2 separate regions of the Mus musculus genome follow, and region 2 is linked to region 1. Evidence: chromatin contacts called from public Hi-C data. All regions are on one chromosome and are shown on one strand. The core of a region is the stretch at or near the end of the contact, and the rest is flanking DNA. Distances in the headings are between cores, read along the strand shown.

What was found. Hi-C and Micro-C count contacts between places; a contact is called where the count stands out from the background.
Region 2: a contact with region 1 is called in a Hi-C map of uterus, with 6 times the contacts expected there. The contact joins two enhancer-like sites. A contact is called at or near these places in 1 of 39 promoter capture datasets (the 3T3-L1 cell line), 26 of 484 Hi-C or Micro-C datasets (the 3T3-L1 cell line, the C2C12 cell line, the C3H10T1/2 cell line and 12 more), 5 of 115 datasets of contacts at active chromatin or transcription factors (the NIH/3T3 cell line, embryonic fibroblasts, embryonic stem cells and 2 more) and 1 of 9 other capture datasets (embryonic stem cells).

What each region holds. Positions count from the first base shown.
Region 1 is chr12:70,494,441-70,502,238 of GRCm38.p6, forward strand. No RefSeq gene overlaps it. Among named protein-coding and RNA genes, the nearest start is that of Gm32219, 37 kb to the right of the region's middle. Within about 2 kb of position 2,706, at least 15 of the 459 cell types and tissues checked have an H3K27ac peak or open chromatin away from gene starts, as enhancers often do. A contact at or near this core is called in uterus, where this site is marked.
Region 2 is chr12:70,593,516-70,601,313 of GRCm38.p6, forward strand. All of the region lies in intron 1 of Gm40436 (a long non-coding RNA gene), which reads left to right. Among named protein-coding and RNA genes, the nearest start is that of Gm40436, 6.8 kb to the left of the region's middle. Within about 2 kb of position 5,161, at least 26 of the 459 cell types and tissues checked have an H3K27ac peak or open chromatin away from gene starts, as enhancers often do. A contact at or near this core is called in uterus, where this site is marked.

The sequences.
Region 1 (7,798 bases), core at 1,456-3,955:
GAGAGAGAGAGGCGTCAGCTCTAAACAAGTCTTTTAGACCACTTCCCTTAAGGAAGAGGGGGAATGCAGTGTGTAAAGTTTCAAAGATGGCGTGGCGGGCAAGGAAATGCCATTCGTTAGACCAACATTTGCAATCCTTAACTCATAGTAACTGGTTATTTGCAAGGGGCGCACGCAAGATTGGCCCTGTCAGTCATAGAAGGGGAGGGGCCACAGGGCCCTGTCCTGTACCACTGAACATTAATCGTGTACCCACTGCTCAGCCTACAAGACTCCAGCTCCGAGCCAGTGATCACATCACACAGATGGCACCAGTTTAACTCAGTGGGTCACAAAAGGAAGTGAAGACATGACCCCAAAAGAAAGATTTGAGGAAAGGATGGGGATGTGGTGGACAGGGTTGGTAGGGAGATCTGGGAACAGGGCACAGTGAGAGTGGTCAATATGCCCTGCTGAAATTGTCTAAGAGCAAATGTAATTAACAGTAAAATGAAACTGCAGAGTTTAGGATATTCTTCTGCAGAGATGTTATCCATCTGTTGGCCTCTAGAGGGAGCACGAAGGTTGCGTTTGTTAAGTAGTAAAATGTCTGGAAAAGAACTCACAGTCCAGTGGTTGCCTGAGAGCTTCCGCCACTGTATATGTCAGACTCTGGCAGAGCCTCTCAGAAGACAACTATATTAGGCTCCTGTCAGCATGCATTTCTTGGCATCCACAATAGTGTTTGCTTTTGGTGACTGTATATGGGATGGATCCCCAGGTGGGGCAGTCTTTGGATGGCCTTTCCTTCTGATCATGGAGTCCCCAGGGGAGGAGTTAGAGAAAGGACTGAAGGAGCTGAAGGAGCTTGCAACCTCATAGGAAGAACAACAATATCAACAACCAGAGCTCCCAGAGTCTAAACCACCAACTAAGAAAGACTACACATGGAGGGAGGGGCCCATGGCTCCAGCTGCACATGTAACAGAGGATGGCCTTATTGGGAATCAACAGGAGAAGAGACCCTTGGTCCCTTAAAGGCTCAATGCCCCAGGGTAGGGGAATGCTAGGGAAGGAAGGCAGGAGTGGGTGGGCAGGTAGGGGCACACCCTCATAGGAGCAGGAGGAGGGGGAATGGAATAAGGGACTTCTCTGGGGGTAAATCGGGAAAGGGGATAACTTTGGAAATGTAAATAAATAAAATATCCAATAAAATATAATCATACATACAAACAAACAAACAAACAAACAAAAAACCCTTCACATCTCACCCACGGAAGCCCATATCAGCAGGTGGAGCTATTTCCTTGCAAATAGCCTTTCGGTTTTTAATCCCTCCTTTCTCTGTGCTCCCATTCTTGACTAGCAATTAGGATAAAGAGGTCTATGTATTCTTTTCTCCCCATCGTATTAACAACAACAACAAAAATGTTTAGGTGCAGAGCCCCAAATAAAACCATGGACTATTTTGAGTAGCTGAAGAGCCCACTCTATAAGCAACTTCTTGATTAAAGAGTCCGCGTGTTAAAATCCAAAAGATTCTAGAGTGTGCGCTGTTTCTTGCCGGTTTCCTGCCTTGTGGGTGGTTTTCTTTATAACTGTTCCAAATAAACACCAGTAACTTTCTCTGGAATAAAAACTCAAGGAATAACAATGATCTAGTTCTAAGTACCTGTCTCTCCTCTCCTCTCCTCTGATCAAGCCTAAAGTCACAGTGGCTGTTCCCCGATTTTAAACGTCCTGTGACACCCAAGAGTTTGCCTTGAGGTAGATCTGGAGTTTGGTTGAGATTTGTTTCTTCTCATTTGTCCTCGTAAGAGTTGACCCACGGAGACTTTGGCCTCTGGTGCACTGTCCACAGTCCAGGAGAGAATGTCTTATTCTATCTGCCCTACACTAAGCCACCATCTGTATACTGCTGGCTCCCAAATGTCCATCTGCTGTCTTTCTCACTAGATTTTTTCTTTAAATTTAGTTTTCTTTTTATTGATTAATTTTCTTATTTGACAATTACATAGTTTGTATGTATTTTATTTTTTGCTATTGTTTGTTTTTAAAATAGTGTCTCACTCTATATAGCTTTGACTGACCTGGAACTCACTTTGCTAATCAGGCTGATCTTGAACTCACAGAAATCCAACTATCTCTGCCTCCCATGTGCTTGGATTAAAGGCGTATACCACGCACCACACGTGGCTTTTGCTGGAGTTTTAAGTTTTCTAAAAACTTGGCCACCCTGGAGGGTGAGCTAGAGATGTCTGAGAGAATGACAGTACAACCGTGTCCCTCTACCTTCATCTTTTCTCTCAGGATATAAAAACACGGGGTTGAGAGTCAGAGTACCCCCGTGGGCCTGCTGACACAAGGGTCTAGAGGCACTGGGGCCTATAAAGCCAGTGAGGGCTGAAAGGAGGGAGGGAGGCAGTCGGAGAGCCACCGGGGACCCATGCATCTGAAAGGGAGGGAGAGACAATAATGTCTACCAGCTGCAGTCTCAGCTGCCTCCCCTAACGATACCACTGAGGACCAGGAGCAAAGTGGTCAGAGACCCCGTGTGGTTTTGAGGGCTCTTTCCTCCTAAATCCTCATCGCTAGGGACAGAGCTGGTAATAAAACTGTAGATTACGCAAATTTCCCCCAAGGGGCAGATTTGAACTCTGTTAGCAAGAAGGCTCTCCCCCGACCTATCTGTCTCCCTGGACTGTGGAGGGGCTAGTGAGCAAGAGCAGATCTAGGCAAGTTTGGAGCTCTGGGGTGAATTTGTTACACCCTGATACTTGTCTACCCTTACACTTCATAGGGCACACACTCCATTCAGGAGACACAGAACCTTTAAAAGTGTGAGACTCGGATGGGATCTCCTACCCCAACCCTACGGCCTTCCCGCTGGGCACTGAATGAAATACCAGCATTTCTCCGTGTCCAAGGACCTGCGTCTGCTCTTGCCTTCCCGTTGCCTCTAGCGCACCCCTTTCTATCTGGTAGATCATGCTGTGCCACGACCTCAATAGTCCTCCCTGCCTGCCAAGCCCCCCCTCAGCCTTCCATGGCTCCAGATTAGTAGCTTCATAAGTATCCCCCACCCCTTCCCCGCCCCTGCTCTGAACTTTGTTCTACTCTGCGACACTGCTGCTTTAGACCCCTTCCCCCCCCCCCCCCCCCACACACACACACAGACTGAGATGTCTGTATGCTGTTTCCTTCTCCCGCATTTCTGCTCCGGTGCTCTGAGACGCTTTAAGCTGCATGGAATTAGCTTAGTGAGGCTTAGTTAGCATCCAGGTCTCTGGAGGCACAAGCTAAAGCAGGGGTTCTCAACTTGGGGGTCACCATCCCTTTGGCAAACCTCTATCTCCAAAAATATTTACATTGCAATTCATATCAGTAGCAAAATCACAACTATGAAGTAGCAGTGGAAATAATTTTATGGTTGGAGTGGGGAGGGCAGTCACCACAACATGAGGAATTGTATTAAAGGGTCGTAGCATTAGGAAGGTTGAGAACCATTGGGCTAAGGGTCAGGTCAGGAGTCTACACCTCATAAAATTTCTGTGGGTACACCCAGGGTGAAGCCAGCCTGAGATCTGCTGGACCAGCAGGCAGAGGACAGACTGTTTAGCTCCATAAACTGAGGGAATTAATTGTGTTGTTTTAGATTTCTCAAACAATTAGCACAGAGCTAATGATTCAAACACATTTTAATGTCTGAATCTATAGCTATTGGCTCTCCTGCCTTTGGAAGCATTTCTCAGGAGCAGTTGGAGTCTTCAAATTTTCCATTTGAATGCTATTATGAGCTTCAGTTTATAAAGGAATCAAAACTGAACAGGCTTGCAAGCATCTCTCAGTGCAGCGGCACAGCGGCCTCCCTCCTCATCTAAGCCGTATAACTCCACAGTCTACTGCAGAAAGCTATCCCTGCTTTAATGAGATCCCCACTGGATCCCAGAGACATTTGCTTGGTTTCCTCTCCTTTCTCTCAGTACTCCTGGGCCTTATTTCTGTGAAGAGCCATGTCATCAACAAGATTAGCATTTCTGGATAAGCCATGTCTGTCCTCAGGAACCTTCTTCTGCTCATTTAGTCTCTCATTGCTGCTTGTAAAATGGCAGGCAAGCATCTGCGAGCCAGGCAGAGAGAGGCACTTTCTGGCCCTCATCATGTGCTCATCAAGTTAAGCAAATAACTCCATGATAGATAGTTCCTTCCAGGTTACACTGTGGAGATTGCATACATGTGTGCGTGCATGTGTGTGTGTCTGTGTATTGGTGCATGCATGAATATGTGTGTGTGTGTGAGGGGGTAGGCCAGAGGACGTCAGCTTTCATTCCTCAGGCGCTGTCCGCCTTCTTCTTTTGAGATAGGATCTCTTACTTCCTTGGAGTTTGTCACGTAGGATAGATAGACTGGCTAGTCAGAGAGCCCCAGGCATCTGCCTGTCTCCATTTTCTTCTTTAATGCTAGGGTTATAAGTACATGCCACCACATCCAACTTTTTTTTCTTAGTGTAGATTCTAGGGGGATGGATCTCAGTTCTTAATGTTTGTAACACAGATTTTAGTAGGGCATAATTTACCCACAGTGAACTATATCCATTTAGGTGAAGGCAGTTTGGTCACCAGTAAGATTTTACTAATGTCTGCAATATGTTTCCTCATGCCTACAGGGGCTAGCCTCTCATCCCTGGCCCCAGGCAACAAGGATCTGCTTTCTGTCCCTACACATCAATTTGCACTATCTAGAATTGCAAACAAATGGTGATATATAATGATTTTGTATCCAATTTCTTTTGTTCATCATAACATTTTTAATGTAAATTCTTTTCATCTTATCCTAACCTTTTGTTTTCTTACCATCTTAGTTTCTTTTCCTGGGGCTGTCATTAAATGCCCTGACAAAAGCAACTTAAAGGAGAAAAGGTTCATTCTGGCTCACAGTTCAAGGGTACAGTTCATCCCAGCATGGGAGTCAAGGACCCAGAGCCTGAAGTAGCTGCTCACATCAGACTCACTATGGTATCCACTATGGTTCCCACCATCAGGAAACAGAGGAATGTATGAACAGAGAGTGAAGAAACGGTCAGCTCCTTTCCTCCATGTATATAGTACAGGATCCTATGCAGGGAATGGTGCCGCCCACAGTAGGCAAACCTTCCCATTCAGTGAACACAGTCAAGATGAAGTACCACGGAGCACGTCTAGAGGTTCATCTCTCAGGTGATTCTACATTCTGTCAAGTGGAAGGTTAACACTAGCCATTAGGTAATCTTCCCAGTATCATCACCACCATCAGCTCTCTTAAATCTGAAGATTTAAGCTGTGCTCATAGTTCCATCCCTTCTGTCAATATGCATGCATAGACATATAAGAGACCCTGGGTGGTTCGGTCTGCTGAGATCATATTTGCAGTACACAAAATAGGACAGAGCAGGGTGGAAGAATGGATTTGGAAGGGCTAAAGGAGAATATTCAAGAGCAATAGGTAAGCATTCCTGTAAATCAGAAAACCCAGAAACTCCCAAGGGGTCTGTCAATGATAACATCATTTCAACGGTGTGACACGTGCATACACACATATGATATCCACAGTTGTCGTAGTTAGGGTTTTACTGCTATGAACAGACACCATGACCAATGTTAACTCTTGTTAACATTTAATTGGGAGCTGGCCTACAGGTTCAGAGGTTCAGTCTACTATCATCAAGGTGGGAGTGTGGCAGCATTCAGGCAGGCATGGTGCAGGAGGAGCTGAGAGTTCTACATCTTCTTCTGAAGGCTGCTAGGACAAGACTGGTGGCCCTGAAGAAGGTCTCCAAGCCTACCCCCACAGTGACACCCTTCCTTCACAAAGCCACACCTACCCCAACAAGGCCAAACCTCCTAGTATTAGATGCCACTACCTGGGCCAAGCATACTACCACAATAGTATAAAGTAAAAGGAAGATATATATCATGGAGTTATAGCTGTGGTGTTTTGAAAATCTGCTTAACTTGCTGAGCACAGGATGTGGACCAGAAAACACATCTGCCTGGTTAACAGATGCCTACCTCCTGTTTTATAAGCAGCGATGAGAAAATAGATGAGCTGATTCCGAATTCTATCTCATATTTCTGCCAAGGATGGTTTAATGCTTCATAAAATTTGGAATTCTTCTGGGCAAGGAAATTTAGAACCTGTAGAAAAGTTAAAGGTGTCCATGCTGATGAGGTGATAATGGTTATCATGTCTGTAATGGTACTATCAATGATGGAGATGATGGTGGTGGTGATGGCGAAGTTGACAAAGATGAGAATATTGATGAAGACGGCTATGATGACGTTGGTGAGGATGACAGTATGACAAAAGTTGTTAGATGGCGGGCATGATGATGTCAACGGGGATGATGATGTAAATGATGATGATGATGATGACAGCGATGATGATGATGATGACAGCGATGATGATGATGATGACATGATGACAACGATGATGATGATGACATGATGACAACGATGATGATGATGATGATGATGACAACAGTGATGAGAATGGTGGTGTTTTCAACAATATTCATCTCTCCAGGAAGAGCTGAAGGTAGATAGGTTAAAACCTATCTTTCTATAGTGCTTTTCCCTATATTCATTTTCAATTTCATTTTTACCACCTACTGTGAGATATGCATTAGCCTTTCCATTTTAGAGGAAGGGCCTGAAGCCAACTCAGTTTCCTAACAATTTTCAAAATGAAGCTGCAGCCAGCACTTAACTTGCTCTTTGTATCTCAGTGTTGGTGAAGATCAGCTATTGGTGGTTTAGTGGCATAAAACCTGCTGATTTTTCATGCTTAAAATAAAAGCATATTTTCTCCATGCCAAATTGTTTCTAAGCCTTTGAGAGAGACTAAGCTGAAGTAGGTTATACCTTGGAGGTATTTCCATTTTGTTATCAGTGTTATTATTAGGCAGAAAACTGCAAATGCAGATTGAAAAAAAAGCCAGTGATGTACATTGTGCATATTTTAAAGTTCAAAATATTCCCCCCTGTCTTGGCCAGTTTATAACAATTTCAGATCAGCATTTGGGAAAAGAGTGGTTGAGGGTCAGGGAGGGGGAGGTCGGTCGCCTTGTATGGCCATGATTTGGATAGATGTCTGTAACTCCTGCGGGGTAGCCCATGTGCCTCAGCATGGCCCTAAGGATCCTGACAAAGTTCCTTTAACACGTTGGTTCTTCATGCCCTTAGGCTTAGGGGTGCAGTCTCCTTCCTCTTGTTTGCCATCCCTATAACCTGGCCCCGCCACATGCTTAGTATTATGCTAATACTGTTCAGCTCCTTAACCACCCTTCTCTGTTGTGCTCTTTGGTCCTAAGCTTGAGAATTTCATATCCCCTTTGCCAGCTACTTTGTTTGGTTTGCCAATATAGACTGGTTCAAGGAACCCAGAAGGCTGGAGGAAGACTCTGTTTCTCCCTCTGCTTGCTCCCTCCATCCCCTACCCCCAATCACACTCCTTTTAGCAGCCACCGCCTCTCTGGATACTGTGATGATGGGTTCCAGCCTCTGGGTACCATCCCCATGGTGCTGCTGTCCAGCAGCTTCTCCTGTCCTTCAGGAGCCTACATCCAACATCTGTGCCCCCCTTTGATCTGGGCTGTAACACCGAAGCTTTGCTTCTGGACCCTGCTGCTTTTTCACACCCCTTTCCAGTTTTGTGTGTGTGGTGCATGTGTGTGCACGCGCTTGCAAACACTTTACACATTCAGATTCTACTCCCCTGCCAATTTTATCAAGGTGAGAAATAAGGAGCAGTGTGTATGAGAACTGCATAATGGGATGCATCG
Region 2 (7,798 bases), core at 3,911-6,410, 100 kb after region 1:
AAAATTTATTTTAATTTTATATATAATTTATACACACGCTCTTAATGGAGGTATGCAACACTCTTTAGTGCGTGTATATTTTGACCAGACATGTCACATGAGGTCAGGTGTTGACGATTTCACTTGGGGCATCAAAACAAAGCTCACCTCTTGAATTCTGGAACACTGTGGACTTGTTTTCTTGGGTGTTTTGTTTGTTTGTTTGTTTGTTTTGTTTTTGGTTCAGAAGTGCTCAGCTGTAGTTGGTACATGATAAAAATCAAACTGATGTCTGCTCCTGTCTGCACGTGCGACATCTATCAAGAGACTCACAAAGCCTGCAAAACCTCACTAGACTAGATTGAATTCAAGATTCTGGTCTGATTTGGAAAAATATCTGATCATTAGAGAGTAGTTTACAAAATGTAACATTATTATTTTTGAGTAGGAGGGACATCTGAGCTAGGCTGTCACATCCTGCCCTTCCTCTAATTGGTCCCAATGAGTGACTTGAAGTTATTATATCACAATATCCTCATCTGAGATCCTCGGTGCTGCAAATTCAGCCAAGTTACTGACACAAAGGGGGCTGCTTCCATAGGCCCTACCTAGAAGATGGTTTATTTACCATTTTTATTCCAATTTTCAGTAAGATTGGATGAATAAACTTTACTCCGGCTATTGTCAAAAGTGTTGGGGTTATTGGGCTGGCATCGGTAGAAATGAGACCCTTCAGCATAATCAGGCAAAATACAGGGAAATAGAAAGTGGAACGAATCTGTTCTTCCATGGGAACTGCTCACACAACACTGGTTCCTTTAGCTAGCCAGCACTGCTCGATTGCAGGCCATTTGTAACTGGAATAGGTTTCAGTGTTTTTCAGTGTGGCAACACTGAAGCTCCTCCCAAGATCGCTGGCACACCTAACAGGAAAATGCAAAAAATGTGACATTTTCCAATAAAGGTATAAGTGAGCAGTTGCTGTGGGTTTTTTTCTACCATGTTAGGTAGACATTTTCAGAAGTTGGCTTACGTGAGATGTATAAAGCATATGTCTATTTCTGTGCTTATACAAACACTGCTAGTAGCAGCTAACATTCAGCAACGGTTTACCGCTTGCTTGGCAGGCTTCTAATGATTCTATATATTAACTCATTCCATTCAGTTAGTAAGTCATCTCCTATAGAATTGGAAAGATGTTTTAGAATTACCATTTTTGTTTTAAAGATGAAGTGACAGGCACAGAGAGGTTGTGCGACCTGCCTGTGGCCACACAGCTGAGAGGTGGCAGAGAGGCACAGCACAGTACAGGCGAACAAGTAGGTACTGAACAGGGACCAAGGAAAGCATTGCGGTTTGGTGATGCCACCGACTACTAAAGAAATGAGACGTATGAACAAAATGCTTGAGGATGTAAGTGACGGAAGACAACAAGTGGGTTCAAGTGGAAGGCAAGAGAAGTTTCTCAGGAAGAAGTAGCTGCTGGCTGAGGGGCTGAGGGACACTGCATGAGGAGGACCCAGGTTCCATCCCCAGAGCTGCTACATAAGTAAGCAAGTTCTAACTGTTCTGCTCAAGGCCTGGGAAGGAACAGCAGATCTCGGGGAAGTAGGATGGGTGGAGGGACCAGGCAGGGGACTCCACAGAAGCAAACTGTGGGCTTTTGAGAATGACCATGGTTCTGTAACTCTGGCTGGCATCTCCATTCTCATGTGTGCCCTTGGTGACAATTTATCTTCTCTGGGTTAAGAATATGGGGGATGGCCCATATTCCATGAGCCTCTTGGGAAGTAATGGAGGTATGTTATAGACCTGAGCCTCACATGTGCCCGATGGTGCTCAGGTACGGCCAGAGAACTGGGCTGTCAGTGATGATTAGAGGAAGGAGAGAGGCTGGAAGCTTGCTGTCGGGTCTCAAGAAACTGGACTTAACAGAAGCAAGAAATGGGACGGAGCAAGTTTGAGGAAGGAAAGACAGGTTGTTTTGCACATGTGAATGGAAGGTTGCCATCTGGGGTAAGTACAGAGCTCTGGGAGGAGAATAAGCAGATGTGGGTTAAAAACCCCATCGAGAGCACGTCAGACATGCACAGCTCTGCAGGCTCCGGGGAAAGTCTATGTGTGGCAGTCTGCTACAGCTCTCATGAACTTGATTAGTATCTCATGGGTAAAGTTGCAATACCCCCTCATTCTGAGTCAGACACTGTGGATGGAGTTAGCTGTCCAGCCAAGGGGTGGTTATCCTCTATATTTACCTCGAGGGATGGCAGATGGATGACCCGGGGAAGCGGACTCAGAACTCCCTCTCCACAGCCCCAGCAGGAACAAAGGCAACAGTCTGCCACCTGGAATATATACACATATATATACATATATACATATATATATATATGTATATATATATATATATATATATATATATATATATATATATATATGTATATACATATTACCACACAGAACAAAACAGGGAACCTGTGGTACTACAGTGTTCTGACTCTGGCAATCTTAGAAACGGGCCCACTTTGATGGGCTGTCATGAAGGGCTCTCAGTAGGAAAGACAGAGTTCTGATACTGCTGTTCTGTCTCCTCCTAGAAGAGCGATCCCAAGCCAACCATTCACTTCTTCAGTTACTATTTTATTCTTTATAACATCAAAGTTAGGCTAGAATCACAATTGCTTGAAGAATGAATTATAATAGAGGTATCAAATAATAGTGGCTCATCTAGAAAAGGGGCTTCCAAATGTACGGGGTAGGAAAGGGCTGAGGTCGCCTCCTCTCATACAACCTGGTAGGAAGCTGGAGGGAGTCTCTTGCTGCCCTAACAATTTATGCTGTTGTGATGGTTAGAAGAGACTGGCTATTTAGGTACTTAGAATAGAAATGGATCGTGTCCTTATATAGTTAATGATTTTTATTTTCACACACACACACACCATGTACAACATACAGAACTGCATACCTCTTTACAATCATCTCACAGTTATTTAAAAACCACACTAAGTCTGGTAGGATCTTAGGCACAGTTATAGTGAAAAAGCATTTCTCATAACATAGACATGGAAATATTTGGTGCTGGAAAGAATTTGAGAGAGTATCATTTCTTTAGGATGCAGACAAAAAGACAGAAGTCCAGAGTGGTCAGGTCACATGGTTACTGTTACAAAGCCAATTAAAGCCAGACTCAACATCAGAGCTTAGCTCAGTGAAGTTGGACCTGGACTATTAACCATAGGAGGGAAGGCAATGCTCACCTCACTTACTAAATGGCTGAAGAGTGGGTTTCAGACATTCCTGTAGGCCAGAGCCTCCTGAGGTGCCTCGGAGTCCTGAACAGCTAGTCCACAGTTAACCCAGGAGCCTTGGATGGAGGTCCAATGGTCAGCATTGTAAGAGGTCACTCTGAAAGATTTCCAAAGGCAACTTGCAAGAAAAATATCAAGTTCAGTTGTCATGTCCTATCATGTCCTCAGTGAGGTCTGAGTGTTGACTCAGTTAAGTTCAACTCAGGTCAACACTGTGGCCCCAGATATGGTTACAGGATGATGTGTCTGTCCTTTGAAAGGAGAAGAGACAACTACTAGGATATAAGAACTCATAGCATCAGTCAGTGCCCTTACCCAACCTTGAAAAGACCTCAGGCATAATCTCAGAAGGCCTGGGACCTCCTTTCTGGACATTTAAGACTTAAACAGGCTCTCAGACCTCAGGTCTCTCCCTTGACTCTTTTGGAAAATTGCTTAAGAGAATGGAGTTTTCCATGATAGCTTTAGTGATACTGAGATGCATAATATTTCACTAGTGCCCACTATCGATCATATAATTTAACAAGTTGTATTTTAATTTTTTCTTTTCATTTCAACTTCTCCAATCTTTCTAAAAATTGTCATCTATTTATAGGGGAATTGAAAGCTTTGTGATATTTCATTGGCGTGCATGTTGCTTAATTAAGCTCTATAATTACAGTAAAAACTGAGGCAGTACAAACAGGTTTGGGAACAAACACAACCAATTCTTGGTGGGTTGCAAAGCACAGCTAGTGGGAGTGTGTGATTCACACAGAACCTGGACGGTGAGTACTCTTCATGGTGCTGTTAGACAAGTGATTGTAACGGATGCAGAGTCAGTTAATCGGGAGGCCTTTGAGACATCCAGGGGGCTATCTAAGCTCTAAAGAGCTTCCTTTGCACAGTAACTTATTTGACCAATTTCCCATGTTGGGCATCTGAGCACCCCACCTCTATGCCACTGTTAAAGTAACGCAGCATTCAGTACCCACGCAGGTAAATCACTGGGCACCATCATGATTATTCCCAGACTTGGAATGGCAGGGTAAAATTATATACATCTTGAAAGCCTTTAGTGCATATTTTTGAATTGCCCTTCAGAAAGGTTTCCCTGGAGTTGATATTTTAAAACACAATTTAAAATAACCAGAGGGCTTTGACTAGGCAGTCTAATTAAACAACCAACTCCATTTTCCCGCATGTGGTAAGAATTTAAGCTCCCCCCCATAAACAGTGATTTCACCTCCTTTTAGGCATGGTTGGAAAACACCTCCTTTTTTTGTTTTCTGCGACAATAGCAACGGTTCCCACGGACAGAATTTATTTTTTCATCTAGTAATTCAATCCATTTGGTTTTAGGATGTGGCTAGGAAAAATGAGCCAAAGATGCAAGATTAAGGCAGCTTGACTCTTATGCCATGTATGTAGTCCAACTTTGGGTTTGGCCCGGTCCAGTTGCCATGGTTTGTGAGGTTGTGTTGTAGCAACAAGGTCCTCAAGCTTCAGTGTGTGAAATGTGAGGTCCCTCCGTGAGGAACATTCTGAACTCTGGGAGGGAAAGGCTCGGGGATCAGGTGGTGTCTTGGACCAGCTCTCTGGAATGCCCATTCTATCCCAAGTTCCAGCCAAGAGCAAAACAGTCATCAATTCTCTAAAGAGCTTTTTCCGTCCTTTGGAACATCCCCCGGGTGGGAATCCAACATGCTAAGGTTGACAGGGTGTGAATGAGGGACACGCGGCCATCGAGCTTAAACTAATGTGAATCACAGTATAGGCATACGACTGCGTCCCTTGGCTTTCTTCCTGCGTATCTGGGACGAGGAGGGTGCACGAGGGAGCTAGTCTGATGCCTTTTGGCACCCGTTGGGGCTTGACGTGGCTGTGGGGAGGAGGGTGTTGGAGAGAGTGTGGAAAATGGAACTGAAATCTCTGCTTCCCTCAGGCCACACATCTGGACAGCTGGACCAAGAGTAAAAAGCCACAGGACTGGGACAAAATGGAGTCAGAGTCACCAGCATAGTCCCTAGGCAGTAGAATGAGGTCTGGGTGGGTAAACTCAGCCAAGATGGCACAGTATGACCTTGGAGGGCAGCTTCTAAAATCTTCGCAAATATCTGTGTGGGTTAAGTTCTGCTAACTTAAAACACTGGTGTGAAATGGGCTGCTAGGATTTATTTAGGTGAAAGGGATAGATATCTGTCAGTGTCAGCAGGTTGTATAGATATTATACTTTTGTTTTCTAAAAATGTCCAAATCTTACAGAGGAGCAGGAAGGGTCATTAAAGCTCTGGCCAGGCAATCTTTGCTCCTACCCATGGAGAGAGAACAGAAAGGCTTTGCTCCCACCCATGGAGAGAGAACAGAAAGGCTTTGCTCCCACCCATGGAGAGAGAACAGAAAGGATTCTGGACCCTTTCCCATGTCTCTCCCAAATGCTAGTAGGGGCCTAGAATTCCCCAGAAGAAATTCATCTGGGGGGAGTTCATGGTAAGCGAAAACATTTTCAAAGTCAAAGACACATAATAAATAAAATATATGGAAGGGCAATGAGAGACAAGAGGCCTAGCTGAGGGAAGTGATTCATCAGTACATCACTGATCAATACATACTTGGTCATGTACGTATCCAGTCCCTGGGTCTTCCTTTTCAGAGAACATTGCTGCCCTGGTTTCAGTGTCAATCACAATCTAGTTCTTCCTTAGTGTCTTGCTTTTATTTTTAATGCTTTTTTTTCCCTTTGAGGCAGGGTCTTGCTGTTTAGCTAAGGCTGGCCACAGTCTTGCCATCTTCCTGCCTTAGCTATTTCAGTCTTAGGATTATAAGTGTCCCCACTTAGTTCATAGGCACTTAATTTTTATTTTTTTTAATTTATTCTTTCTATTAATTAACTAATTAATTTACTTCACATCCAGATGGCAGCTTCTCCTCCCTCTTCTCCTCCCAATCCTTCCCTCTTACCTCCCCTCTCCCTAACGCTCTCTCTTTCTCCTCAGAAAAGAGGAGGCCTCCCATGGATATCAACCTGCCTTGGCAAGCCAAGCTGTAGCAGGATTCGATGCATCTTCTTCTACTGAGACTCCTATTTTAGGTGTTAGAGTGTATGTATGTGCACCATGTGCATGCAGTACCTGTGCAGACCTGCAGAGGGCGTGGAATACCCTGGAACTGGAGTTACAGAAGGTGTAAGCCACCATGTGAGCGCTGGGAACGGAACCCAGGTTTGCTGTAAGATCAAGTTCTCTTAACTGCTGAGCCATCATCGATTGTTCCAGTCCCAAGAAGCACTACATTTTAATGGAGCTGATATTAACTCTATTTTCTTTGTGGCTTTGGCTTTTACTTCTTACTCTAAAGTGATTTTCTAACAGTTTTAAAGATATGATCCAGTATGTATGTATGTATGTATGTATGTATGTATGTATGTATGTATGTATTTCTTAAAATGTCACTATTAATTTCCCCCCTAAAGTTTTTAATTCACCAGAATTTTCATGTAAGTTCTTAAGAGGAGACCAAATTTGAACTGTTTTCTTTATGAACAGAATGTGGTGTGTGTGTGTGTGTGTGTGTGTGTGTGTGTGTGTGTTTGTGTGTGTGCCTGTATGTGTTGTGTGTGTGTGTGTGTGTGTGTGTGTGTGTGTGTGTGTGTGTGCGTGGTGTGTGCATGGTGTGTGTGTATGATGAGTGTTGATTGAAGCTAGGGCCTTGGATATCCTAGACAGATACACTGCCACTAGGTTTTATCTCCAGGCCCTTCAGCTCCATTTTTAAAGTCCATGTTTTGCACTGAAATGTCCTCTCTGCCGTCATCCACATATGTTATAATCCTCTCTGATCTATTTCATCCTAGAATTACACACCAGTGGTTCAGTTAACATACTATATAGTAATTCTTTACAAGCACTTAGACGAATTCTTCCCCTCCTGGCTCAGTTATTCAAGAGTACTCTTACTTCCTCCTCAGGCACGGTAAATACAGCCTGTCTGACTGTGTACTACGCATGAAGGGAAACTGAGTAGTGCGGGTGGGGAGTGGGGTAGGATCTCTTCAGTTTAGAATTGCATTGTGTTTATGGAGTCTGGGATACATTGCATCTTTACAGTTTTGAGTTAACTAATTCATAGCAAAACCTTGCTGTCCACGAGTTTGCTTAACCTTTGTAATGTATTATAATTTTCCCTATAAAGGTCCTGTACATTTTTCTTAGACATATTGCTTTTAACTTTGGTGGATTTTGTGAATTACAACTTAAAAATCTCGATTTGGAGCACTTTCTCAGAACGCTTTCTGAGTGTGTGTGGACTGGTGTTGATGCCAGAGGACTCAGCTGTCATGCCTCAGGCTCTGGCAACCATTTTTACTGTAGAGGCAGGACCTCTCACTGGCCTGGCATTTACTAAAGAGTCTAGACTGTCTGTCCTGTTAGCCCTGGGATCTGCCTGTCTGCACTTGCCCAGCTTTGGGGCATGAACACATGCATGAACCCTCCACTCCCAAATTTGTGGTTTACTCTCTGTTTGTTCGTTTT